Linked DNA regions of Mus musculus: regions 1, 2, 3 and 5 are each linked to region 4. A link is a contact called in public HiCAR-type, HiChIP or PLAC-seq and promoter capture Hi-C data. All regions are on one chromosome and are shown on one strand. Each heading gives the region's core, a stretch centred on a gene start, on an enhancer-like site or on the middle of the called end of the contact. The rest is flanking DNA. Distances are from core to core; before and after follow the strand shown.

Region 1 (4,935 bases), core at 119-2,618, 2.0 Mb after region 4:
TTTTGTGTGTGTATGTTTGCACTTGTGTTTGTGTGTGCACGTGCGCCGGTGCATGCACAGGCGTGAATAACTGTGTGCTCCTTTAGCCCTGTTTTATTCGTGTTTTTGTTTTTGTTTTGAAACAGTGTTTCCACTATGAACGTGGAGCTCACTGATTGGCTAGGCAGGCTGGCCAATGAGCTTCAGGGATCTATCTGTCAACCTTTTACCCAAAGCGCTGGGAAGATCGAAGCTCTCAATGGGTTTTGAAGTCGGTCCCGGGGAATGAACTTTCCTGTCTTGGGGGATGAGTGCCATCAGGCAATTTACCAACTGTGTCAGCTCCTTCAGTCATTATTAAATGTGAGAAATCGAGTGTGTATGTGTGTGCATGCACTCGCGCGCTGCAGGTCCTGGGGGAAGACTTGGGGGAATTAGCATCCCAGTGCAGGACCTTAAATTCTCAAGGGATTCACATGGTGCCAAGTTCACCATTTAAGTGTTTTCAACTACCGTCAATCTTCGGGTGTCCACAGTCCCTAGAAACAGGCAGAACTGTTCGCCTTAAAAGGAGCAAGGGGAACCAGCTGTGGTGGTGCACAGCTGTGACTCCAGCAAGAATTGCGGAGCCTGAGCCGGGTTGGTCGTCAGCTAGAAGCCAATCTGGTCTACATACATAGACCCTGTCTTTAAAAAATGAATTTTTAAATTGATTTTAAAGGGCTAGGCACACACCTTAATAGCTACACTCAGGAAGCTGGAACAGGAAGATCATGAATTTGAGGCCAGCCTGATCTAGGTATTCAAAACCAGGCTAGCCTTGGTATGAGACAGGATCTCAAACAACAAAACAAGAACAATCGAGATGGTTCAGTAAATAAAGGTGCTTGTCACCAAGCTTGTCGACCTCAATGCCATCCTCAGAACCCCACAGGGTAGGAGAGAATAGACTGCTGAGAGCTGTCCTCTCTGACCACACAAACACACGTGCGCGCGCGCGCGCACACACACACGTGGTAAAGAACCACAAGTAAATAAATGAATGAATAAAATGTAATTTGCAACATTATACCAAACCAAAAAAAAAAAAAAAGCAAAGCACAGAAAGAGTAGCTGTGCAGAAACGATCAGTAAGGAGCAGAGACCATTTCAAGCATCCCTGGACTTTAAACTCCAGCCTCAATAGGACACCCCTAAAAACGTGATGAATCCAAGCACCCTTCGGGACTGGAGGAGGGGGCTCTGTGTCTCTCTGCACCCGCCCACCTCGAGTGGAAGCTGCGCGCGCAGCGCGAGGGTCCTGCGGTGTCCCGGCTCCGCTCCAGGCCACGATCCAGCCCGGGTTTCCGCGCGCGCCGCCCCGCCCCGCCCCGCGCCGCCTCGGCCGCCACCGGAGCCGCTCGGAGCTGCGCGAACATGGCCGAAGTCGGCGAGGACAGCGGCGCCCGCGCCCTGCTGGCGCTGCGCTCGGCTCCCTGCAGCCCCGTGCTATGCGCCGCGGCTGCGGCCGCCGCCTTCCCGGCCACTACGTCCCCGCCGCCGCCGGCGCAACCTCCACCCGGGCCGCCCGCGCTGCCCGCCGAGCCCGGCCCCGGGCCGGTGCCCTCCACCGTCGCCACTGCCACCACCACCGCGCCCGCCCTGGTGGCCGCGGCCGCTGCCTCCGTGCGCCAGAGCCCCGGGCCTGCCCTGGCTCGCCTGGAGGGTCGGGAGTTCGAGTTCCTGATGCGACAGCCCAGCGTCACCATCGGCCGCAACTCGTCGCAGGGCTCGGTGGACCTAAGCATGGGCCTGTCGAGCTTCATTTCCCGGCGCCACCTGCAGCTCAGCTTCCAGGAGCCTCACTTCTATCTTCGCTGTCTCGGCAAGAACGGCGTCTTCGTGGACGGGGCCTTCCAGAGGCGCGGAGCGCCCGCCCTGCAGCTACCCCAACAGTGAGTACTGCGCCACCCTCGGGTCACCCCTCTCCGGACCTGGCCTGAACCCCCTGGCCACCCCTGACCTCTACCCCGCCCAGCTTGGCTCCTTGTCACTCTGTGATCTCGACCCTGCTCAACCTGAACCCCCCGCCCCCCGGTCACCCCCTGAACTCGCCTCCGCCTGGTCTGGCACCTGGGTCGAGCCTCAAATTTCTTACCGTTCCCACCGGGTCCCAGCCCTTGGTCACTCCCTCCTCCATCTCGACCCTGCCAGGCCCTAGCCCCTCTAATCTCGACTCTATCCGGCTCTGATTCCCTAGCCATCTCCCAGTCTTGATCCCACCTAGCTCTGACCCCTGGTTACACAGATCTCCATCCCACCCGGCCCAGCTGAGCCTGATCCTTAAGTTACTGGTGATCTCACCCATCACCTGGCTCTGACCCCGTGGTTGTCCTGATCTTAATCACGACCCAACTAACCCTGACTCCCCAGTTAACTCATTGGGCACTGATCCCTGGATGGGCCCGACTCCCATTCAGCCTGAAATCCTGTCACCCTGACCCTGGACAGGCCTGAACACTTGGGTCCATTCTAACCCCTTTCTCTCTCTCTGACTCTGACTCTGACTCTGTCTGTCTGTCTGTCTGTCTGTCTCTCTCTCTCTCTCACACACACACACACACACACACACACTTACACACACACACTTGCACACTCCCCAACCCCATCTGTCTTCCACTCCTCCCATGTTGGAGTTGGCTACCCATGATCTCCAACCCTTTCTGAACCCAGCTTATCCCTAATCCCACCTGGCCTCAATACCTGGGGTCACTCTTGACCCCCATCCTACCAGCCAGAAGCCGTTACCCCTGACTTCCCTTAACCTGAAGGTCCTAGGGCCACCCCTAACCCTTATCTCACACAGCCTAAGTCTTCAGAGGTCATCTCTGACTTCGAATGGTTTGAAACCATCAGCTCACCCTGATCTCCATCTTTACTTTGGGTCAACTCCAGACCCTCCAGCCCTGAAACACTCCCCTTCTCCGTGGTCACGCCCTGACCTAAACCCTGGCCAGCATCATGAGATACCACCCAGCCTGAACTAACACCACTCCTCCCCAGCCCATCGCCTTCAACCCTGATTCCATTTATACAGAACCCCCAGGGTCACATCTGACCTTTGCTAGTCTGAACAATGCTAGGTATGCTCCTGTCTCTGACGACACAGGCCAGGACCCAGTGTTCACTGTGAGGACGGACTGACAGATGAGCTGTGCCTCTCCCACCTGGGAGGGTGTTACCTGGGAGGTATACGGTGCAGGGGTATATGGTGCAGAGGTATATGGTGAGCTGCCTTGAGGGCGGGGGGCGGGCAATCCATACTTTAAAGGCATGTCTGGAGGCAGAGGCTTTAAAGAGGCAGGACAGGAAGTGCTGTGCCTCAGTTTACCTCCAGAACATGGTAGGAAACAGGTCTGTCCTTAGCTTGGCCAGCTCCCAGGACAGCGCCCTATGGCATTTCAGTACCATGCCTACCTTACCCTCTTCCAAGCTCCCATTATTCCCAGGGCCGTGTCACCCTTGAGGGTCCAGAACCTTAAGATCCAAGGTACTAGGAGAGAGCCATGTTAATTACTTTCTCCCCGCAGTTTCTTTTTCTATTCAGTAATTGCTTCTACTGCTCACTAGTGTTCCTTTGACAAGGTTCACAGTCAGGTGTGTGTGTGTGTGTGTGTGTGTGTGTGTGTCCAACTCATCACTCACATTTATAAGCACCATCAGTGTGCGGTCTTTGCTGGGGTCATTCCCAGGTCTGGAGTACTGCTGTCTGTGTTTGCCTTCTCAGGGTCCAGACACATAGTTATAGATTCTGTACTGAATAACTTTGAACCCCAACAGTGACTCATCCCATTAGGGTGTGAGAGGGAATTCGACCTTCATTTCCCAGACCTGAAAGCTGTGCCCTTGTGAAGTGTACATAGCCAGTGGGAGAGCACTCCCGTAGCTCATGCAAGACTCTGAGTTCTGCCCCCAACACCAAAAGGAATAAAAAATAAAATAAAATAAAATAAAATAAAATAAAATAAAAGCAGATTTCTTGGAAGGTTAGTAGGTCATTAAATTCATTCCTGGGCCTGAGAAATGGACAGACTACCACACTCTCTCTCTCCCCTTCTTAGGGGCTCTTTCTTGAGACTCAAGTTCTGGCAACATCTCAGTCTGCTATCCTGTTCTCAATCTCCATTTCTCTTCTCAGGGTTCTTGTCCCAGCCCCTTCTGCTTCATTCTTATTGTTGGGGGTGGAGGTACACATGCAGGAGCCAGAGGAAGAGGCCATTGAGGTCCTGCTCTGAGCAGCTCTTCACCTCATTCCCTGAGGAAGAGTCTCAGATTGAACCTGGAGCTGGGTTGGCAGCCAGGAAGCCCCAGCCATCCTCCTGTCTCCACCCCCTACAGCACTGGGGTTACAGCAGCAGGAAACCACACCTGGCTTCTTACCTGGGTGCTGGGCATTCCTGCTGACATCCGCCTGCCATGGGCAAGTGTTCTTACTCACAGATCCATCTCCCCAGCCTCACTCACTGCCTTTTAAATAAAAGGCTTTCTTTTGCACAGAATTGTTTCTCCCACCCCCACACCCCACCTCCCTTAGACAAAGTTTCAACCCTATATCATTCCCGCACGTGTCCTGGGTAGGCTAAGGCTGGTATTTTTGAAGTGATATCTGTGTGTGCAGTGCCTGGAGATCTGTGTCCTAGGAGCTGGCACGTATAGTGGGTGCGTGTCTGAGCACGGTGGCTTAGCTGGCAGGGAAGTGACTTACCACTGAGCCCTGAAGCCCTTTGGATGGGTACAGAATGCCCTGTGTGTGTGTGCGCACGCACATGCGAGTTGTGAGTTCCCGTGTATATGTATGTGGGCATGAGTATGCTGTGTGTGTATATACATGTGAGCATGTGTATCTGGGTGTGCATATGAGTGTCTGTGTATGTTTGTGCATGCATGTGTGTGCATGCACGAGTGCGAGGATGCACA
Region 2 (5,284 bases), core at 2,169-4,668, 2.7 Mb after region 4:
AAGAGGACAGGGACTCTACAGGAAGACCAATAGTCAACTCGGGATCCATGGGGACTTCCAGAGACTGAGCCATTAACCAAAGAGCAGACAAGGGCTGGACCTAACCCCACCCTATATGTAGCAGGTGTGCTGCACAGCTTGATCTTCATGGAGGTCTCTCAACAACTGGAGTGGGGGCTTACCCTGACTCTGTGGCCTCGATGTGGATACTGCTCCCCTAACTGGGCTGTCTTGTCTGGCCTCAGTGACAGAGGATGTGTGTAGTCCTGCAATGACTTGAGGTGCCAGGGTGGGCTGGTTCCTTGGGAGGAAACTCCCCCTTCTCAGGAGTGAAAGGGAGAAGGGAATGAGGCAAGGGGCTATGTGAGGGGGAACTAAGAGGAGAGGAGGGCTCAGATCGGGATATAAAGGGAATAAATAAATAAATGAATGGGGAAAAAAATCTAGCCATTGGATAGCTCCCACCCATGCTCATGAGAATGGCCCTGGTTAAACTCAGTGATTACAAAAGAAAACAAACAAAAAAATTCATGACTGTGGGAATGGGAAGTGTGTATGTGTGTGTGTGTGTGGGGGGGATTAATGGGGTAAGAGTCATACATGAAATTGTCAAGGAATAAATGTAATTTAAAATTTTTATAAATTGTGTAACTGAATTCTAGAACCAGCTCTGAACCTTTGTATCAAGTTATTTTTCAGCACCTCTCTTCCCCCTCCCCGGCAACAAAAGCTATTAGATTACTGACAGGACTAAGAAGAGCTATACCTAGCACTTAGCACCAAGTTTTGTACAGCTAAGGCTGGTGAATTAGCTCAATAGGTTAAGGGCACTTGCTGCCAAACCTGACCGACAGCCTGAGGAGCACGTCTGGAACCCATATGGTAGAGGGAAACTGACTTCCAAAAGTTGTCCTCTGACCATTAAGTGTACTTAAGTGTCCATATACATACTAAATGTTTCTTTAATGATTTATTTTTACTCATGTGTATTGGTGTTTTGCTTGCATCTGTGTAGTGAAAGAGTATAGGATCCCCCGGAACTGGAGTTAGACAGTTGTGAGCTGCCATGAGAGTTCTGGGAATTGAACCTGAGTCCTCTGGAAGAACAGCCCCTACTCAGGAGGCAGAGGCAGGAGTATCTCTGTGAGTTCGAAGCCAGCCTGGTCTACAAAGGGAGTCCAGGACAGCTGAGGCTGTTACACAGAGAAACCCTGTCTCAAATAAATAAACAAACAAACAGACAGGCAGGCAGACAAGATATGTTTTGTACAGATAATGTGACTACAAGCCCGGCAGTGGTGGTGCACACCTTTAATCCCAGAGCTTGGGAAGCAAAGGCAGGCGGATTTCCAAGTTCAAGGCCAGCCTGGTCTACAGAGTGAGTTCCAGGACAGCCAGGGCCACACAGAGAAACCCTGTCTCGAAAATACAAAAAAACAAAAACAAAAACAAAAACAAAAAAAAAACAAAAATGATGACAAGATGAGAATTCCTGTCTGGAAGGATCTAGAATACAGTAGAGCCCCAAGCACAGTAAACACAGAGCACATTACCTCATGCTGTAGTTAGTAAACACTCAGCAGACTTCATAAACCTTCAATCTCCCTGAGCCACACTTTATTAAATTCCTCCTCAAGAGCTTTTTACTAGCTGCTCTTGTCCTTTTTAGATAAGTCTAAAGTTGCTAATGCAAAAGGCTCACAGGTGTCCAAAAGCCAGGCTCAAGAGCCTCAGCAATCTCCTCAGGCTCACCATCCTTCTCTACCCTCAGAAGGCAGAGCTTGGCTATTTCTTAATTAGGATAAGCTAAGGTCATAAAAATACTGTCCTTCCCTCCAAGCAAGGGCAGTGACAAGCCCCTTCTCTACATGTTAAAATAACAAGCAGACGGAGCTTTCATAAGGTCACCGTTCATGGTGGGGATGAAAACTTGACCCTGATGCACACAGGCTCCTATACATACTCTTTCACCCTTGCTCTGAAGGAAAACACAATAAATCCATTAGTCTCACCCAAACCAAACCAAACAAACAAAAATCCAGCAAGGAAGCTGGGCGGTGGTGGTGGTGGCGGCGGCGGCGGCGGCGCATGCCTTTAATCCCAGCACTTGGGAGGCAGAGGCAGGCGGATTTCTGAGTTCTGAGGTCTACAAAGTGAGTTTCAGGACAGGCAGAACTGCACAGAAAAACCCTGTCGCGAAAAACAAAAAACAAAACAACAACAACAAAAAAATCCAGCAAGGAGTTGAGAGTGGAGCTCAAAGGTAGAGCGGCTGTTGAGTAGGAGAAAAATGACACATGCCTTTAATCAGGAAGCAGAGGCAAGCAGACCTCTGAGCTACATGCCCGCAAGGGCTACAGTTAGACTCAACAATAACAATAACAATAACAATAACAATAACAATAACAACATAATGGCAAGATGTGGTGGGGTGGCCTACACCAGGGCAGAGGCATGCAAATTCCTGAGTCCCTTGGGCCCAGCCTCTACTTTTCAGGTTTCAGGCTAGCCTCGGCTATGCAGAAAAATTAAAAAAAAAAAAAAAATGAAGAAAAGAAAAGAAACGAATCCAAGACAAACCCCAGCGGAGATGGCGTCCAAGACACTTAGCACAATGGAGAAGAGGATACCAAGTCATTGCACCCTTTGGAGATGCAAGGAGTTCGGGATCACCGAGGAGCCCCACGAGGGGCCGCCTCGTCCCCTCGAGCGTGGGTCTTGCCGCTCACCCCAGGGTGCCACGCGCACGGGAGCGCTCTCCGCTACCACGCACCGGGACTCCCGACTGCAGGAGTTTCAAGTCCCCTTCACTCGGGAGCTCAGACTGGGATGACAGGCGTCAACTTGGACTCCAAGGGGCCCCAAACTGGCCCGGGCTGGAGTTCGAAGTCGCCAGTCGGTCGCCTCTTCCGCTTCTCCAGGCCGCGGTGGGGAGCGCGGCCACCAGAGCGAGCCGCCAGAGAACCGTCTCTCAGCAGCTCGGCGCCCCCCGCGCAGCAGGCCGGCCCGAGAAACTTCCTCAAGTGACGGGAGGGGAGCCGGCAGGCCAGCGGTCGTCGGCGTCGCTCCCCTCCCGTCACCCCCCGCGCGGGTCCCCGGGCCCCCGGGGCTCGCGAGCGCGTCCCCCTCGGGCCCCGCCCCCACCCCGGTGGCGCCCCGGCGGGAGGCCACTCTCCTCGCTCGACCCGCAGCCCCGGGAGACCGCGCGCGCGAGCGCCCATCACGGACTCGCCCCAACACAGCCAGCCCAGCTCCGCGAGCGCGGCTCGACGCCCGGGAGTTCAGTCTCAAGTTCACCTGAAGAAGCAGCCGCTGGAAAAGCTCCCCCGCTGCGACCGCCGCCGCTGCGACCGCCGCCGCCGCCACCGAGGCCGCTACTGCGTTCCTTCCGGCCTCGCCACCGCGTCCACCTCGCGCCTGCGCGCAGCGCCCCCTCCCGACTAATAACAGGAAGAACCATAGAGGGACGCGGACAGTCGGGGAGGAGGGACCTGGAGAGCGAGACCATAGAGATGGGTGCCTAGCCGGCCTCCATCCAGGCTCCACGACTGCAGAACCTTGACTCCTCCTTGCTGTGGGAAGACAAAAGAACAGCTGAACCACAGGGTCACTGTAGCCGCCCCGATTTAGCTATGAAATCAACCGATTAATCACGTATCTATCCCCTCTTGAGGTGATGCTCTGTACCAGGTGAGAAAGGTAAAATGACCCAACTCTCCTCCCAAGGTATTTGGTGAAGAGTAAAAGTTCCAGCTCTGTTCAATCAAGGTTGGAGTGCTGGCCAGCGCTCAAGAGCACCGACCCAAATTTGATTCATGGAACCCTCATTGCAGCTCACAGTGGTCTGTAATTTCAGTTCTAGAAGATCCCTGACGATCTCTTCCAGCCTCTGTGGGCACCAAGCATGCAAGTTGTACACCGATATACATGCAGGCAAAACATGCATATGCATAAAATCAAAATAAAAAATAGAAATTGAATTTTTTTCAGCCAGGCAGTGATGGTCCACACCTTTGATCCCAGCACTTGGGAGGCAGAGGAAGCCCTGAGTTCGAGGCCAGCCTGATCTACAGAGTGAGTTCAGTATAGCCAGGGCTACACAGAGAAATCCTGTCTCAAAAAAAATTTTTTTTTAAATAAATAAAAAAACCTCAAGTTGTGTGTGTGGTTGTATGTGTGTATATGTATGTGTATGATGTATCTGTGTGCTCTGTCTGGGCTTCTATAGGTTGTGTATGTATAAGTGTGTGTGCTTGTGTGTGTGTGTATATGTTGTGTATGCTTGTGTGTATGAGTGTGTGTATGTGTGCTTATATGCGTATGTGTATATGGTGTGTATATGTAATGTGTGCCTGTGCTTGTGTTTATGTTATATATATATATATATATATATATATATATATATATATATATATATATGAATATGAGTGTGTGGTGTGCTTGTGTGTGTGTATATTATGTGTGCTTGTATATATGTGTATCTGTGCTCATGTGTGTATGTGTGCTCTGTGTGTCTGTGCTTATGTATGTTATGTGTGCTTGTGTGGATGTGCGTGTGTAGATATGCTTGTGTGTGTATGTGTGTATATGGTGTGTTTGTGCTCTGTGTGTGTGCTTGTGTGTATGTGTATATGTTATGTGTGTGCTCTGTGTGTCTGTGCTTATGTGTGTGTATGTTGTATACAAATGAGTGTATGACGTGCTTGTGTATGTTATGTGTGCTTGTGTGTATGTGTGTGTGTATATGCTTGTGTGTGTGCTCTGTGTGTCTTTGCTTGTGTGTGTACACTTGTGTGTATGTGTATATGTTGTATGTGTGTGTGTTTCTGAGATTGAACCCAGGGCCTCATAGATGCTAGAGAAGCTGTCAATCACTGAATTACATTTCCAGCCCTCTTCTTATTTTTATTTAAAATTTGAGACAAGATCTCACTAGGTTATTTAGACTGGCCTTGAACTCACTACATAGTTTAGCCTGTCCTTGAACTTGTGATCTTGCTGGGAAGACCAAAGGCTCTCATGTAGTACGGATCAGGAGAGAAACTCCTTCCTAATTATAAAATAACAGAAGGCATTGCATTATCTAAGAAAGTATGTGTGCCAGCTTGGGTGTCTCTTCCTGCTTATAAAGCCACTAATGCCATCGTGAGAGCCCCACCATCATGATCTCAAAATGGACCCCAGAAGCGCCATTTCAAATACCAGTAAACATGCAGAAATGACTGAGGAGTAGGTTTCAAGACATGAACTTTTAGAGCACATAGTCAGACCATGCCAGAAGAGA
Region 3 (5,121 bases), core at 826-3,325, 2.4 Mb after region 4:
AATAAAATCGGGAGTAGCCGCCCCCTCTCCTCGAAATGCGAAAACCTAGGGTCCTTCCTCCAGCAGTTCAGGGTTCCCAGGGACGTGGCTCAGGGAAGCGGCCCGGCTCGCTGTGTCCCAGCCCCGTCTCTTGCCTACGAAGTTCTCCCTAACTGGGGAAGGCCACTCAACAGACCGCGCCCGTTCAGCTAAATCCAAACCCGTAGTTTATTTTTCAGGCGTCACAAGCTCTGGAGGTTTAAAACTTCGAATGCTTTTGAGTTGGTTGAAATGTGTCCATAACGCCATACCAACTATCTGATTCGCAAAGTTTAATGTTTAACCTTTTTAGGGCCCTCGTCTCCCTTTTTTTTTTCTCCTTGTGAGCCGCGAATAATAATAATAATAATAAAAGGGGTGTTCGGTTTAGGGGCTTTTTGTTGTTGTTTACCAAGGTCAGATACGAAACGGGTTTATTTTTAAAGGAAGATCACCGCCCCCCTCCTGCTGCCCCCGTTGGGCCATTGGGAGTCGCAGAATCCGAGTCCCCGAGACGTGGCATTCTCGCCCGTGAACTGGAAAAAGACTCCTTCAAAACAAGATTTGGTTTCATTTTCCAACGCCCGGGCCTGGGAATACCGATGCCCGGAGAACGTGGCTTGGTGTGGAGGATTTGGGGATCATCAGAGAAGAAAGAAGGGGTCTCCAAAGATCTCAATTCTACCCTAGCTTTGTGACCCACACACCCCCAAAATAACCTACAAAGGAAAAAAAATAACTTAACAGCGCGGGCCAGCGGAGGGGCGCCTCCCCAGCATCGGGTAAACCCTCCTGTAAGTCCTATTTAAGCTGTTTGTTTAAAAGATCTGTCGCTTTCCTGTTCCCGAGGGGGTAGGGAGGTCTCAGAGAGCCCACCCTTCCCTCCCTGACTACCAGCCCCAGGCTACTCTAGACCCCCTGGTTCCGGGAGAACCGGGGCGCTCTAGCAGACGGAGACTAAGCCACAGCTCCCGGGTGACCAGCCGCCCTACGCCCAGACCCAAAAGTCCTCTTCCCCCAACTTTGCTAAGGACGCCTATTTTAACGTGGCTTTGGTTACAACACCCCCTCTTCCTCTCGCCCGCCCTCGCTCTTTATCAGGCTCTGGTTACCAGAATCGCGTTTACTTTTGAAAAAATCTAGGATCGTCACAGCCCGGGATACTTGTCTCAAAGGCGCCAGGAGCTTCCCGCATACACTTAAAGATAATATTCATTAAAGGCAGCGTTTTGAAAAAGGCAGAGCCCAGGCGCCCCACTTTAAGGAAGTCGGGGTGAAGCCCTACGGAGCAGCCTTTGCCATGGTCGAGAAGCTGGCGTGGCTATCTGCGGGGTTCCACTGCGTCCTTCTCTACTTTTCCCCTCTTAAATGCAGCTAAAATGGCTGAATTCCGGCTTTTAATTAAAAACAGCCTATAATCGAAACCGTCTCGGCGTCCCCGGGCTAGCCCGCCGCCTGCCGGGAACCAAGTAGGGAACCGCCGCCCTCGGCGGTGCTGCAGACTGAGAGCTCGGGTGGGAGTCCAAGGCGCAGCGATGCGTCCTCTCCCCCTGATCCCTGCCCTCCGCTTCCCTTCTGGGGACCCCGACTGTTTCGGGGACCTTCTGCTTTGCGGACCCAAGGGGTACGCTGCACAAGTTCGGGGAGCATCGGGGCCCGGAGCGTACCTGGCGCGGCGGGGCTCCGGGCTCCAGGCTCCGACGGCGACTCCGGCAACCGCCGCGGTTCCTGGCGCGGCTAGGCGCCCGTACTGCCCGCCATCCCTCGGCCGCCGCTCCCCTCCGCCACCCGCAGCCGCCTCACACTTTTTGCCCGCCTTTCCTTTTTTTGGTAGAAAACCGCTCCCCGGGCCGGGCGCGCGGCGCGCCAACTCCTCCGCCCTCCCGCGGCCCCGCTCCCGCAGCCCCCGGAAAAGCCAGCTTTCCTCCCGCCGAGCTCCCCGCTTTTTAATAAAATCCAGGTAGCGCCGGTTTAAAGAATCCCAAATCTCCATATACAGCCCGGGATTGGAAAAGGTACATTACACAACCCCCCTTTCAAGTTCCTCTCGCTGGATCTAAAAAAAAAAAAAAAAAAAAAAAAGCGAAGGGGGGGCTTAAGGGGGACGGGGGAGGGGAGCCTCGCAGGCGAAGAAACACGCATTGTTCCCGGGTGCCCGCCCCCCCCTTCGGGCCAGCCCCCGGCCGCAGCGCATTGGTCCCGCTCGCCGCCCATCACGCGCATGTAAACACCTTGGCCCTCAGCCATTCCTATAAAACCAATTACGGACCTCGGGGCTCCAGCAGTTTCCAGGCTCCCCACGGCGGGGCTGAATGATCAAAACTGGTGGTGAGAATTTTTCCGAGCCGTTTCTAGGCAGCCCTCCCCCACACCAGCTCCAGCAGACCCCCCCCTTCTTTCTCCTTCTCCCTCCCCCCACATCCCAGCCCCTCCTCCTGCGTCTGGGCTGAGTGATCAAAATAGAGGAAGATGGTTGTCGCCGCAATCCCGGGCATTGCAAGGCCTCCTGTCAGCTTCCTTCTTCGGGAGGAGGTGACAAGCTAGCCGGGAAGAGCCGGGAACCGGCGAGCTGCTCATTGCGCCCGCGCCCGGCGCTCCCTCTCTAGGGTGCCACTCCAAAGAGCGAGGTTCAGACGAAAAATAACAAGGCCTGCTTCTCTCTCGCTTGCTCGCTCACTCTCGCCTTTTAAAATAAAGCAGCGATTCATTCCCTTTCCCCCTAGCAGTCGCGGTCGGGTGGGGTGGGCAGGCAGGCGACAAGGCCTTTTTTTTTTCCTTTTGCCCCTGCCTGCGGGTCCCCTCCCTGAAACGCGGTGTCAGAAGGCTTTACTGATTAATATTTTGGACAGGCCGCGGCGGTCGGCAGCGGTGAGTTGCATCTTATAAAAGGTTCCTATAGAAACCCGGGCTGTGGGGCTCTGCGGCCGAGTGCGCACCGCGCGCCCCTCCCCAAAGCCCCTTTTGGCGTGGGCGCCCCTCCTTCCCCCTTTCCCCGCCAAGAAAAACCAGAGCAGAAAAAAGGATTAGATCGGCGGAACGCGAGCTGAATCCCTCTCGGTTCTGACATTTCAGCCCTATTAGCATTTCTCCACGGGGCCTTCTGAAACCTATTAAGGTGTAATATTAAAAACCTCTTGGCTGGGGGCCTCTCTCGCCTTCCATCCGCCGCGCCCCCTCCAGGGAGGGCGAGACCGGGAAAGGGAAAAAAAAAAATCTGTTGAGCTCAGAGGAAGCAAGCCAAGCCCAAAAGTGCTTGGCTGGCCACGGCGGCCAGAGGGGGAGGGGAGCACTAATCCCCCAGACTTTGTACTTTTATTTTGCTCTTTCAGCAAAAAAAAAAAAAAAAAAAAAAAAAAAACTTTCGAAGTTAAGTGGCAGGGAGCCGCCGACGGCAGTCTACCTGACTGGGGACCCAGGGAGTGTGATCCTTGCCGAAGGGACCCGTTCTAAAGGGTGGGGAGATCCCCTGCACCCTCTCGGAGCCCGAGCCCAGCTAGGCATTACCTACCCTGGAAAGGAAGCTTGGAAAGACAGAGAGCCTTGCAGATCCTACCTCGAGAGCAACTATAGGGTTTTAATTAAAACAAAAGAAGCCCGCTCTTTCGCCCTGCTCTGCGGACTCAGCGTTTTCCTGCTGCTGCTATTTTTTTTTTAAGAAAATCCATTTTTAAGGCAATTTTTGAGAGTTTTTTTTTAATGAGCTAGTTAGTGCTCATCCGTTCTATTTTTCTTTCCTCCACTTTTAGAAGGAAAAAAAAAGAGGGAAGATTCGAGAGAGAGCTGGGGGTGTCTAATTTAATTCCAGGATAAATTTGAAGGGGGGAAAAAATTCAGCCTCTTGAGAGCAGTTTCAAGTTGCCCTTCCTGGAGCTTTCTGGGCTGGTTTCTAGGCTGCCCTCTTTTAGAAGCTGGAGCTCGGTGGGGGGAGGAGAGAGGAGGGAGAAGAGAGAGGGAGAGGGAGAGAAAAGAACGAAAATAGCCGGAGCTGAGGGGAACTGAGCGGCGGTGTCCGCGCGCTCGGAGCTGGGCGACGGGGTCTCAGTGGCAGCCAGGGGCGACCGGAGGCGACCGGTGCTGCCCGGGGACCGGCAGGAGCAAAGACGGAGAGAGGGGGGTTAGAGAAAGGAGGTATTGTGTCTGTGTGCCTTAGGGGAGGGGGGGAGTTGATTGCAAGAAATAAAATAAATGCTGTTAAGCTGCGAGGGCTTCTGGAAACAAGAGAGAAACGGGCTGAGGGGGTGGGGGGCGCCTAGTGCCCTTGAGTCTTATCCAGAGGCCTTTGTGGGTTCCTAGTTAAACCCTCCCACGCCTCAGTCGCTCGCTTTCCCCCACCCCCCAACGCCCTCCAATATTCAGAGCGCAGGCCCTGGTCTCCCCCCAACCCCCTCATCCCTCCCGGGATCCAGAATGTTTTTCTTATTTTAATACAGCTCAAGAAAAAATATGTATCTTGAGAGAGTCGGAGTGGGGTGGGGGGATTGTGCAAAAGGCTTGCGGGGTTGGAAAAAAACAAAGGCCTGTTTTTATAAATGTTTAATGTTTTCACCCCTGGATGCTCCAAGACGCCGTAATTGTGACGGCGGGGTATGTGTGCCATAAATCATTTAGCTGCTAATAAAAAATTATTCCAATTTGCCCCGGATTTGCCGATGGCGTTTGCATTTTTCAAGTGTGCGCCCCGTCGGCGTGGCATACCGACCGACCCAGAGTTTCATTAGGGCTGAGGTTGGGGCGGAACTCGACCCGCTCCCCTCTGGAATGTACGGCTCGGCTCCCCAGTCCCCTCTCGACCTGCCACTCGGCCCTCAGGCCACCGGGTGCGCTGAACCTGGGGAACGGTGGCCCCGATCCCTGGCCCCCGGGAGGGGAACACTGAGCAAACCCCTGCAACTCTCAAGGCTGCCAAGTACAACGTGCGGTGCACAGGCCAGGTCTCCTTGTCCCTGTGTCCCCCACATTTAACAGTGGTCGGGAGCCATGTTGGGGCGTGGGGACATTTCTAGAGAAGCAGAGGCTACACTACACCACCACTTCAGAGAGTCTCCAGGTCTGGGGAAATAACCTCCAAGCCGGGCTGGGCCACACTTTATCTACAAAAGCCCT
Region 4 (5,122 bases), core at 1,844-4,343:
CCTAGGACTCATTCTGTAGACCGGGCTGGCCTGGAACTCAGAGATCTGCCTGCCTCTGCCTCCCAAGTGCTGGGATTAAAGGCAGGGGTCACTACCACCCAACCAATAAATCTTTAAAACAAAAATAAGGTGACGAGCCATTGAGGAAGAGACTCAATCAAACCAGAGACTGAGTCACACCAGGAAGGAGGTAAAGGAACTGAAATTCATTACTAATCAAGATAATGGATATTAAAACAAAATTAAATGTTCTTAACTCTCTCCATCCGTCCCATTTGAGAATCAAACATAGGACACCCAAGCAGGTCCCTTTGCTGGCTGAGCCATGGCACCAGCCTTCCATCAGTCAAAGACAGCAAGTGTGCAAATCCTAGAAGCCAGCAATTCCACTCCTAGGATATCTTCTTGTGATGAACGCGACATAAGACCCCAAAGATGTCTGCATCCTAGTCCCAGAAAAGGTGATGTTCTTACTTTCACTCAGCAAAAGGAATTAGAATTACAGTGAAATTCGAGGCTGTTCTGAAGTGAACATAAGAACACAAATCTTCATTTTCTGGGTGCCTCCCCTATTCACAGGGGTCCTTAAAAGTGGAAGCAGACAAAAAAGAGCCAGGCAACTTGAAAGAGACATGGAAACCGTCAGCCTAGGGTTGCTGGCTTAGGTAGATGCTATCTACCGTCTGAACAGGGAGGCCAGCCTGTGAATGCTCCATCACGGACTATGGAGGCTGTGACACTTTGTTTTCGGCAAGTGTAACTTGCTCTGGACCACTGACCTCTGCTCACACAAGGTGCAGCCATGTGTGATAGCATGTACCTACAATCTCAGCATCCAGAAGACAAGATACGGAGAACAGGAGGACTATGGGTTTGAGGCCAACCTGAGTTACATAGCAGACACTGTCTCAAAAATAAACAAATAAGGCTGATTGTGGTGGCACATGCCTTTAATCCCTGCAGTCAGGAGACAGAGGCTGACCTCTATGAGCTCAAGACCAGGCAGGTCAGCACACTAAGTTCAGTTCTCCTGAGGACCAATCTCCTGCAGCGTATACACGGTTCACCTTTCGAATAATGGATCTGTGTGCTGAAAACCACAATGAGCCCATTTTCCTCCCAGCAGTTCCAAACCGCTACAAACACAAACACTACTTTACGCATGACTACTACCGGCAGCTCTGAAGGGGTAGCCAAAGTGGAAATCTGCTATGTACCCATAAGTCACACTAGTTAATCCTTTGAGATGTCAAAAATCAGCCAACTGTGAAGGTGGAGGCTACTAGGCAAAAGGTGAGGAGGAAGAGGAGGAGGAGGAAGAGGAAGAGGAGGAGGAAGAGGATGAGGAAGAGGAAGAGGAAGTGAAGTGAAAATCAACCTGTGAAAGTTCGCTGCCTGAGCTCTTTACCTCTGAAAGCAAAGCCATCCTCGGGACCAGGTGAGAGGGCTCAGTGGCTACCTGCATTCACACACACAAGCCCACCCACCTCAAGCTCCATCCCTAGAACTCAAGGAACAGTGGAAGAGAGAAGTGACTCCACAAAGCTGTCCTCTGACTGCCATCCCTGTGCCATGCCACACTGTTCTCAAGAACATCACACACACAAGAATACGTTTTCCCAAGAGTGATTCCCAAAGGTGTTTTGACTCTAGTCCATCCAGCCAAAGGCTCCACCAAGACACACTCCAACTAAGTTTCTTGCAGAAGGAAGAAAATCTCCTTCGCCACATCACCAGCTTGGTGCCAAGTTTCATACATACAGAAGGAAGTGACAGGTTGAAAAACCCATTTTCCTACTTACGTGGCTACTGGGATGGCCTGTCAATCGTGAAGGACTACATGGCTGTGACTAACACACAAGTCACACCACTGCCCAAGATCTGTCAAAAATCTAGACGAAATCCTTCCTAACGTCAGCCATTAGCTGAGTTCTCTAGGAAGTAATATGGAAGATCCCAAATTTGCCAAGAGAGCTCTAACCCATCACCACTGCTACAAGCCACAAGGAATTGCTTTATGAGTCAGGCAGGGGCTCAGAGCACAGGCTCCAGAGCTCTTGCAGAGGACAGGAGTCTGGGTCCCAGCAGCTCTACTGAGTGGCTAACAGGCAGGTGAAACTTTGGCCTCTCGGGAATCTAACACATCTGTCCTCCAAGGGCGCGCGCGCACACACACACACACACACACACACACACACACACACACATACATATACACAGTTAGAAATATTTTTTTAAAAAAGCATTCTTAAAAGGCATAAGTAGCTCTGGATCAGTCTCCCTTTCTCAAGGCGCCCAGGTATAGGGACTTAAGTGGTGGCTCAAACATACAACCTCAAAAATACAATGTTTTACCCAACAAGACCCAAAGACTGTTGACCAACTCCGAGGGGAGTTTCACCTTCTCTCCATTCTTCAGAGGCGTTCATTGACATCCTCCTCCCTCCCCTGGGGTTAAAAGTACTACCCTAAACCCTTCGTCCCAAGAGAAGAACCTGTCTTTCCACCAATGCTCTAGATGGCCATACTCAGCGACACTTGGCCAGACCTGGCTGGCACACACCAGGCCCAGCTCCACCCTTGCGCCTCTGGCCACATGGATGCGTCCCCACAGTCCACAAAGCCGGGGACCCCAGGAAAAAGAGTCTGATACCAAAGACACATCCCTTTCCCTGGACATGGTCACACATGAATATAAACCACTCTCTAGACCACGTCTCCAAAGTGGGGTCAGAAAAGACCCAGGTGCAACTCCACACGGCCGCTCGCTAACGGAGGGCTGAAGAGCAGCGTCCCAGGGAGCAGCGGGAAGAGGCTGGCCCCAAGAATGTCCACCCCCCCACCCCGGCCAGGCGAGGTGTGGCACTGACAGGTGGTCCCCGAGTGTGAAGCACTTGGCTCTCCGCACAGGGCCATCGGGCCGCGTGCCCTACCTGTCGCCGGCGGATCCGCCTCCTCGTCAGCCTCCGCCTCAGCAGCTGCAGCGACTGCCGGCGAGGGCAGCGGGTCCATCGCGCGGCCAGTCATGTGAGCCCGCTCGCCCACGTGACTTCCTCCCGCGCCCGCCCGGCCAGCCCCGCCCACGCCAGCTCTTGTCCGGCGTGGCCACGCCCATGCCAACCTCGCCACGCCCCTCCGCTCACCCCAAGCAGTAAGACCACGCCCCTACCCACGAGCCACGCCCCAACCACGTGGCCGCGGCCGGGGCAGCGTTCAGCAGCTCTGGTCCAAGACTGAGTGCTAGCGCGAGTACCGCCCCAGCTGCTTAGTGCCACCTCCCTCCAGTGCGCACCCACCTCCCCGCTCTTAGCCAGCAGCTGTTACTCATCTTCTTGCCCACCCTCTGACCCACGCTGCCATTCATTTTTGCATTCGCTTGCCCACTCACACATGCTCTGTGAATTCCGGGGCAGCCCCTGTGAAAGGTGCTACGGACATTAGAACAGTGTTCTAGTACCTTCTGGGATTTGGAGCGTGAAACATGGCTAGAGAGTAGGTCTTCTGACTATAATAGGTCTCTGAAGATTACTGATGAGGAACAACATTCCATAATTGTTTGCAGATAACCAGGCCATTCTCCTTTCTGTTGGGGATTGAGCCCATAGGCTCCCACATGCTGAGCTGGCCCTCTACCACTGTGCTATGTATCACCAGCCCTTTATTATTTATTTGTATATTGTTGGAGATAGGGTCTCAATATATAACCCTGGCTGTCCTGGAACTCACTATGGCTAGCCTCAAACTCAAAGATCTGCCTGCCTCTCTCTCCTGAGTGCTGGGATTGAAGATGCACACCAGGACGTTGAGCTTTATGTATTTATTTTGACTCGGGGTCTAGTTAGCCAGGCTAGCCTTGAACTCACTCTGTAGCTAAGGCAGAACATCCTCCTGCCTCAGCCTCCCTAGGAGCTAAGTTGAACATACATACCTCCAGGCCTGGCCCTCTGACTGACAGAGGGAAGCAAGGATGTAAGAGCACACAGGAGCAGTGTCTGACCCGGGGCTGAATATGAGGACTGAGTCTAGAACTGCAGGAGGAGGAAGAGGAGGAGGAGGAGGAGGAAGAAGAAGAGGAGGAGGAAGAGAGAGAAGAAGAAGAAGAAGAAGAAGAAGAAGAAGAAGAAGAAGAAGAAGGAGGAGGAGGAGGAGGAGGAGGAGGAGGAGGAGGAGGAAGAGGAGGAGGAGGAGAACAAGAAGAAGAAGAAGAAGAAGAAGAAGAAGAAGAAGAAGAAGAAGAAGAAGAAAGGAAAAAGAAAGAAGGAGAAAAAGAAAAAAGAAAGGCAACCTAAACTGCATATAGATACATTATCTCAAGTAAAGGAAAAGCAAAAAAATATCTGGGAGAAGAAGAGGGTTATTAATAAGACTCCATCAGAACAGTTGGGTGTGGTGGCGCACACCTTTAATCCCAGCACTCGGGAGGCAGAGGCAGGTGGATTTCTGAGTTTGAGGCCAGCCTGGTCTACAAAGTGAGTTCCAGGACAGCCAGGGCTACAGAGAAACCCTGTCTCGACTCCATCAGGGAAGGCCTTTCTTATTTCACAGTAAAGACCTCGCCTCTCCAGATATTGATGTCTAATGATTTCCATGGAGTGGACTGAAGGCTCCAAGGTTGGAGCCCTAGGATGCCTCTCAGTCTCCCTGCTGGTGCCTCTAAAGTTTTTAAAGCCCTAAGCTTGGCTGTAGCTGCGTCTAGTTCCCTTTATTTTCCAGGACTACAATCTATTGTGTAGAAGTGTAACAGAGCCCCAGATCTTAGCTCCATCATGGAAGGAGTATCCAGGCTATAAAACTCAGCACAAAACACCACCTGCCAAAAATGAAGACCTGATCCATCAAAGCCCATAGTTCTGGGAAAGTGCTAAGCTTGCTTTTCAGCTTCTGTAGTTCTGCTTCTGGCTAACTGTCCTTGTTAACCGAAATATGTCAACCCAGACATATTTGGTTTTCATGCTTAAAAGCTCACCCTAAGAGAGGTTCAGTGTGACACTGGGATCCCGTCAGTGTAATCCCCAGTGGGCTAATACTTTCTATTGGCTTAAGCCTAAGCCAGAGCAGTCTTCTCTGGCAAACACCCCACAGCAAAAGTGGTTCAAAAGTTTGGGTAGAGCTGGGTGTGATG
Region 5 (5,332 bases), core at 1,047-3,546, 2.2 Mb after region 4:
TGGGTTCCGTTCTCAGCACGGCATAATTAAACCAGACAAGGTGGCACATGCCTGTAATCCCAGCACTCAGAAGGTAGAGACAGGACAGTCAGAAAGTCAAGGTCACTAGGCCATCAAGATGGCAAAGGTGCTTGCTGCCAAGCCTGGGGTTCAGTTTCCACATCTCACATACTAGACAGAGAGGATGGACTCCCCAAAAGCTGTCCCCTGAGTGCCTCATGAGCACCAGTTAAGCATGTGCATGCATATACAGACAGTAATATTATTAATTTAAATATTTAAAAAATCTATAAAATTTAAAATGTGGACGCATGGTAAAAAAATAAATAAATAAACATATATTTTTTTAAAGTTCAAGGTCGTCCGTGGCTATGCAGTTTGACTCAAAACACAAATAAATAAGAGGCAAGAGAAATGGAAAAGTACAAATGTGTAACTACTAGGCCCCCTCCTAGGGTCTTGGGGTCACGGGGTGCAAACTGGAGCCTCAGAAGTGGCCCCTCCCTCCTGTCCGGAGGGACTCTAAGACAGAGCTGGGAAAAGTGTGAAGAGCAGGAGATGACAGAACCTGGGTGGGTGTGACTCACTCCTCACCAGCGTCTCTCCTCAAGGGCCCCGAGTCCCAGTGAATGCCGAGCTTTCGCTTCTTGGTTTTTCAGAAAGTTTGGGTTTTTTTTTTATGCCCATCCTCCCCACGGCCACTAAAGAGTGGGCCCTGAGGTGGCCCTGAGTGGCTTGTAGACCTCTTTCCTTCCTAATCACAGAATCAAGAGTGGAGCCTGTTTGTCCACACAGGACAAAAATGTTTCTCAAAAGGCCACTTGGAATTCAGGGAAAGTCCTACAGAGGCGAGTACGCCCTGGGTAACCAGATCTGTTTTTCTGGAAGTATGACCTGTCTTTTCCTTTTTCTGCCTCATTCTCGCCTCTGACACACAAACATTTGAGGACAGCTCAGGTCCCAGAGAGTCAAGAGTACACGCAGGGCTCTCGCCGTGGCTGCCTCAGAAATTGTCTCTTTTCTTGTTCTCCGATTCTGCTTTTTTAAAAAAGAAAAAAAGAAAGGAAGAAAAGAGAAAAAAGAAAGAAAAGGAAAAAAAGTAAGGTTAAGTCACAGAGACCAGGCAGGCAGTGAGGTCAACGACGGCTGACATGGGTGGAGGGACGTCTCTGTTCCAACAGGACAATGTGGAACACATTATCATTCCAACAGAAGAAAAACTGAGCAGTCAACTTTGCAGACGGCGCATTAGCCTCCTCCCCTCATCCACAAATCCTATCTTTATGGCTCCAGCTGGAGGGCGGCTTTAAAGGCAAGCATAATTCAATCAGGTTTCATTTGGGCCGCTAGTCACTTAGCAAAAAGGGACTGACTTCTCCCAGCAGGATTAAAGAGAAGCTCCTCTCTGGAATGCACAAGAGGTGGCCCGCAGCACCGAGAGACACCAGTAATCAAATTCTTTTTGGTAATTCAGATTAACCAAACACTCGACAGGCGACAGAGGCTGGGCCGGGCAGGTCTGCAGCCTGTCAGGCCCCCATCCCAGGGCTCCCCAGGGACAGAAGCCAGATCCCTTTGAGGGCCTCGGAGCTCCAGCTCAGCATCTGTCTCAGGCGCGGCACTTGTCGGGGGACTGGCTGGAAATGATACAGAAATAGCTGGAGAAACAATGCCTCTCGCGGGCACACCGATGGGGAGGAGACGCGATGCGGGACGGGTGTAGGCGGGGGTGTCACCACCATCCTGGTGGGCGAGTGCGGGACTCCCGCCTTGAGCTCTTTCGGGTTGTTCCAGGTTAGATTGCACCTCCAAAGCACTACCAGGTAAACTGAGGCCTGGAAAGGTCCCTTGGCCACGAGTGACGGAACCCGGATTGCCCCTGGAAGTCCACGGGGCCACGCAACCCGCGCCCACCCGGCCTTCAGGTGCAGCTCCCCCGGGCCGCTCCAGGCCCCGTGCGCTCGCCGGTTTCCATGGCAACCGAGCAAGCCTGCCTCCATCGCGCCCGGACTCGCCGTGGGGACCGTGACCAGCGCGGCCCCGCCCCAGCGCGTGCCCCGCCACCCGTGTCTCAGCCCGCGGTCTCCGCACCCTCCGCGGGTCCCCGCAGTGGCCCAGCCGCACCTCCTGGGCCATCCTCGGCCTCTGCTGACCTTCCTTCTCGCGCCCCGCACTCACCTCAGCGCAGCCTGTCAGCTGCGTCCCCCGCGCGCGGCTCCCACGCCCGCCGTTAGCCGAGCTGGCGCCCGGCTCGAAGCGCCTCCTGCCGGCCGCGCAACGGACAGGGCGAGGCCTCCGAAGGGGCGGGGCCTCTGGGGGCGGAGCCTCTAAGGGCGGGGAGTCGGGCGAGACGAACAGAAACTTGACACCTCAGCGCCCAATGGGCAGAGACGGAGCCTCGAGTGGGCGGGGTCACATGTATTAGGGCGGGCCTGGCCGACCGAGAAAGATAGGCTGTGCGCTAGCGCCCCCTTCTGGTCCCCAACGGTAAGAACGATTCTCTAAGAGGTGTGGCCTTTGAGTGGGCGTGGCCTCGGCAAGGGGGCGGGGCTAGTTTCCCAAAGTCGAGTCGTGGTATCTCAAGGGGCGGGGCTGCAGGAAAGAAGGGCGTGGCCTGTTCTTGGGCCCCCCTGCTTTGGGGTTGTGTACTCTATGATCAAGTAGGTGGTGTTTGGCCTCCACCCCAGTTAGTGGACGAAGGTGGAGGGGTGGACAAAGATGGACAGGTACATAACTGAATATGCATGAAACTGACCAGGGACAGGAAGGCCAGACTTTTATTTTATTGAATATATTTTTATTTATTCATTGACAATTGCATACGTGTATATAGTGTGTGTTGTCAGCATTTAACCCCAGTTCTTTAATTTTAATGTATCCTTCGTAGAATTTTATTTTACATTTTAGATAGGGTCTCATAGATGCCAGATTGGCCTCAAACTCCATGTGACCAAGGCTGGCCTTGCACTCCTGATGCTATTACCTCCATTGTCCTTGTGTTGGAATTACAAGCTTGCACTACCATGCCTAGTTAATGTAGTTCTGGGGATCGAACCAAGGGCCTCATGTATGCAATACAAATGCTCTACCAACTGAATCACTTCAACCCTAAGCAGCCAGAATTTTAAAAACACAAGTCAAATTATGGCAGACTAACTTTAAACCATGCAAAATGGGACCAAATCAGCTCTAGGTCCTTGACCCAAATAATGTATTTTGCTTTGACTTCTCTCTGGTATGTTCAGTGATCTCAAACTGCACACCCTAACCCGAGAAGTATATCTTTTTGTGGGCAGTTTGTCAAGAACTATACTGTAGAGAAGTAGTTCTCAACTTTCCTTAATGTTGCAACCCTTTAATACAGTTCCTCACTGGGTGGTTTGAATAGATATGGCCCCATACACTTCTGTGTTTGAATGCTTGGCCCATAGAGAGTGCCACTATTAGGAGGTGTGGTCTTGTTGGAGGAAGTGTGTCACTGTGGGGGTGGACTTTGAGGTCTCCTATGCCCAAGCTACACCTAGTATGACATATGGTCAGCCTCCTGCTGCCTGCGGATCGAGATGCAGAACTCTCAGTTCCTCTTCCAGCACTATGCCTGCCTGGATGCTGCCATGCTTCCCACCATGATGATAATGAACTGAACCTCTGAAACTGTAAGCAGGCCCAGATAAATGTTTCTTTTACTTTGGTCATAGCATCTCTTCACAGCAATGAACCCCTAACTAAAACACTCATGTTGTGGTAACCCCCAACCATAGAATTATTTCACTGCTACTTTATAATTTTGCTACTGTTATGAATTGGGATGTAAATATCTGGTATGCAGGATACCTGATATGCAATCCCAAAAGGGGTTGTGGCCCATAGGTCGAGAACCGCTGCTGTAAAGTAATGGCCCCATGTTTGAGACCAGGGGAAGGGGACAGACATTTACAGAGCACCTCTTCTGTCAGGTCCTATGCTTGGGGGCTTTACCCAGCCCAGCTCGGATACACACACTAACTCTTAAAAGGTTCCCACTATTCAACTTCTTCCTGAGGATGTAGTGTCTCTCAGAAGTCCATTGACTGAAGGTCAATTAAGACTTGGCTTGTCTATATGATGAACTAGTACCCTCCCCATAGACCTTTAAAAAAAAGATTTATTTATTATTATGCATAAGTACACTGTAGTTGACTTTAGACTCACCAGAAGATGGCGTCAGATCTCATTAGGGGTGGTTGTGAGCCACCATGTGGTTGCTGGGATTTGAACTTGGGACCTTCAGAAGAGCAGTCAGTGCTCTTACCTGCTGAACCACCTCACTGGCCCCCCATAGACCCTTACAGGGCACCCTTATAGGGCACCACCCCATTCACACCAGCCTCCTCATGCACCTCAGCCTGGGAGGCTGTAACCAAACAATATACTAGAATACTTCCATACAATTTCCTACAAACAATAACAAACCTGAAGAGGCAGTTATCAGAGCTAGGAAGAGAGGCTGGGTTCAGGCTTGGATATTCCTTCTGCCACATCCCAGACCATGACCCAAGTCCCACCTCCAAACTTCCCACCCCTGTCTCTGCAGAGAACCCCAAACTGCAGCTTGGGAACCAGGTTGGACAGTTTTTGTAAATAAAGTTTTATTGGGACACAGCTACAATTGTTTGCTTACATACAGCATGGGAGCCAGATTGGACTACTTTTTGTAAAGTTTTACTGGGACACAGCTAAGATTGTTTATTTACGTACTAAATGACTGATGATCTGTGGCCTGTAGTGGATTGAATGTGAAACATCCACCCTGGGCTTACGTTTCAAAGGTGTGGCCAGCATTTGGCAGTGTTATTTCGGAAGGCTGTAAAGACATTATAGAGTGAGCCCAGCCAGAAGGAGCAGGTCGCGGGGACAGGCTTTTGAGGGATTGTCATCCTTGAAGACTTTCTGTCTGCTGCTTTCTTTCTGTTACCTCATGAGGGTTTGCTCGAAAATGCAATGCTCTGCCTGTGACCAAGGACTGATATCTCTGAAATCATAAGCCAAGAAAGTATTCCTCTTTTCAGTTGTTTCTGTCCAGCAATGTAAAAGTGATGAAGACAGTTGCAAACGACTAAAAATTACCTCCTTAAAGGCCCCACCTCCAATAACATTCCGGGGTACTGGGACTTCAGCATCTGAATTTTAGGGGAGCACATGGCTCATCCCAGTAAACCAGCTTTCTTTTCTTTTTCTTTCTTCTTTTTTTAAAAAAAAAAGATTTATTTATTTATATTATATGTAAGTACACTGTAGCTGTCTTCAGACACACCAGAAGAGGGCATTGGATCTCATTACAGATGGTTGTGAG

What was found. Promoter capture Hi-C pulls out the DNA fragments that hold promoters and counts their contacts. HiCAR-type assays count read pairs that join an accessible place to other places. HiChIP or PLAC-seq counts read pairs in DNA pulled down with a chosen protein or histone mark.
Region 1: a contact with region 4 is called in an H3K4me3 HiChIP or PLAC-seq map of stem cell-derived neural progenitor cells, with 4 times the contacts expected there. The contact joins the promoter of Foxk1 here to the promoter of Snx8 in region 4. A contact is called at or near these places in 1 of 39 promoter capture datasets (cranial neural crest) and 1 of 115 datasets of contacts at active chromatin or transcription factors (stem cell-derived neural progenitor cells).
Region 2: a promoter capture Hi-C map of cranial neural crest shows a contact between it and region 4. The contact joins the promoter of Rnf216 here to the promoter of Snx8 in region 4. A contact is called at or near these places in 1 of 39 promoter capture datasets (cranial neural crest) and 1 of 115 datasets of contacts at active chromatin or transcription factors (astrocytes).
Region 3: a contact with region 4 is called in an H3K4me3 HiChIP or PLAC-seq map of neural tube, with 5 times the contacts expected there. The contact joins the promoter of Tnrc18 here to the promoter of Snx8 in region 4. A contact is called at or near these places in 1 of 39 promoter capture datasets (pre-B cells), 3 of 115 datasets of contacts at active chromatin or transcription factors (large pre-B cells, neural tube and pro-B cells) and 1 of 9 other capture datasets (liver).
Region 5: a HiCAR-type map of astrocytes shows a contact between it and region 4, with 5 times the contacts expected there. The contact joins the promoter of Radil here to the promoter of Snx8 in region 4. A contact is called at or near these places in 1 of 39 promoter capture datasets (the 3T3-L1 cell line) and 1 of 115 datasets of contacts at active chromatin or transcription factors (astrocytes).

What each region holds. Positions count from the first base shown.
Region 1 is chr5:142,400,129-142,405,063 of GRCm38.p6, forward strand. Foxk1 (forkhead box K1) reads left to right here and starts at 1,369. Exons shown (of 9, transcript NM_199068.2): 1 at 1,369-1,913. The coding sequence starts at 1,396.
Region 2 is chr5:143,109,602-143,114,885 of GRCm38.p6, forward strand. Rnf216 (ring finger protein 216) reads right to left here and starts at 3,419. Exons shown (of 17, transcript NM_080561.4): 1 at 3,298-3,419.
Region 3 is chr5:142,815,587-142,820,707 of GRCm38.p6, forward strand. It overlaps Tnrc18 (trinucleotide repeat containing 18), which reads right to left and starts at 2,076. Exons shown (of 28, transcript NM_001122730.3): 1 at 1,686-2,076. Gm31365 (a long non-coding RNA gene) reads left to right here. Exons shown (of 3, transcript XR_377182.4): 3 at 1-406.
Region 4 is chr5:140,386,215-140,391,336 of GRCm38.p6, forward strand. Snx8 (sorting nexin 8) reads right to left here and starts at 3,094. Exons shown (of 11, transcript NM_172277.3): 1 at 2,934-3,094. The coding sequence starts at 3,027.
Region 5 is chr5:142,548,802-142,554,133 of GRCm38.p6, forward strand. Radil (Ras association and DIL domains) reads right to left here and starts at 2,297. Exons shown (of 15, transcript NM_178702.4): 1 at 2,179-2,297.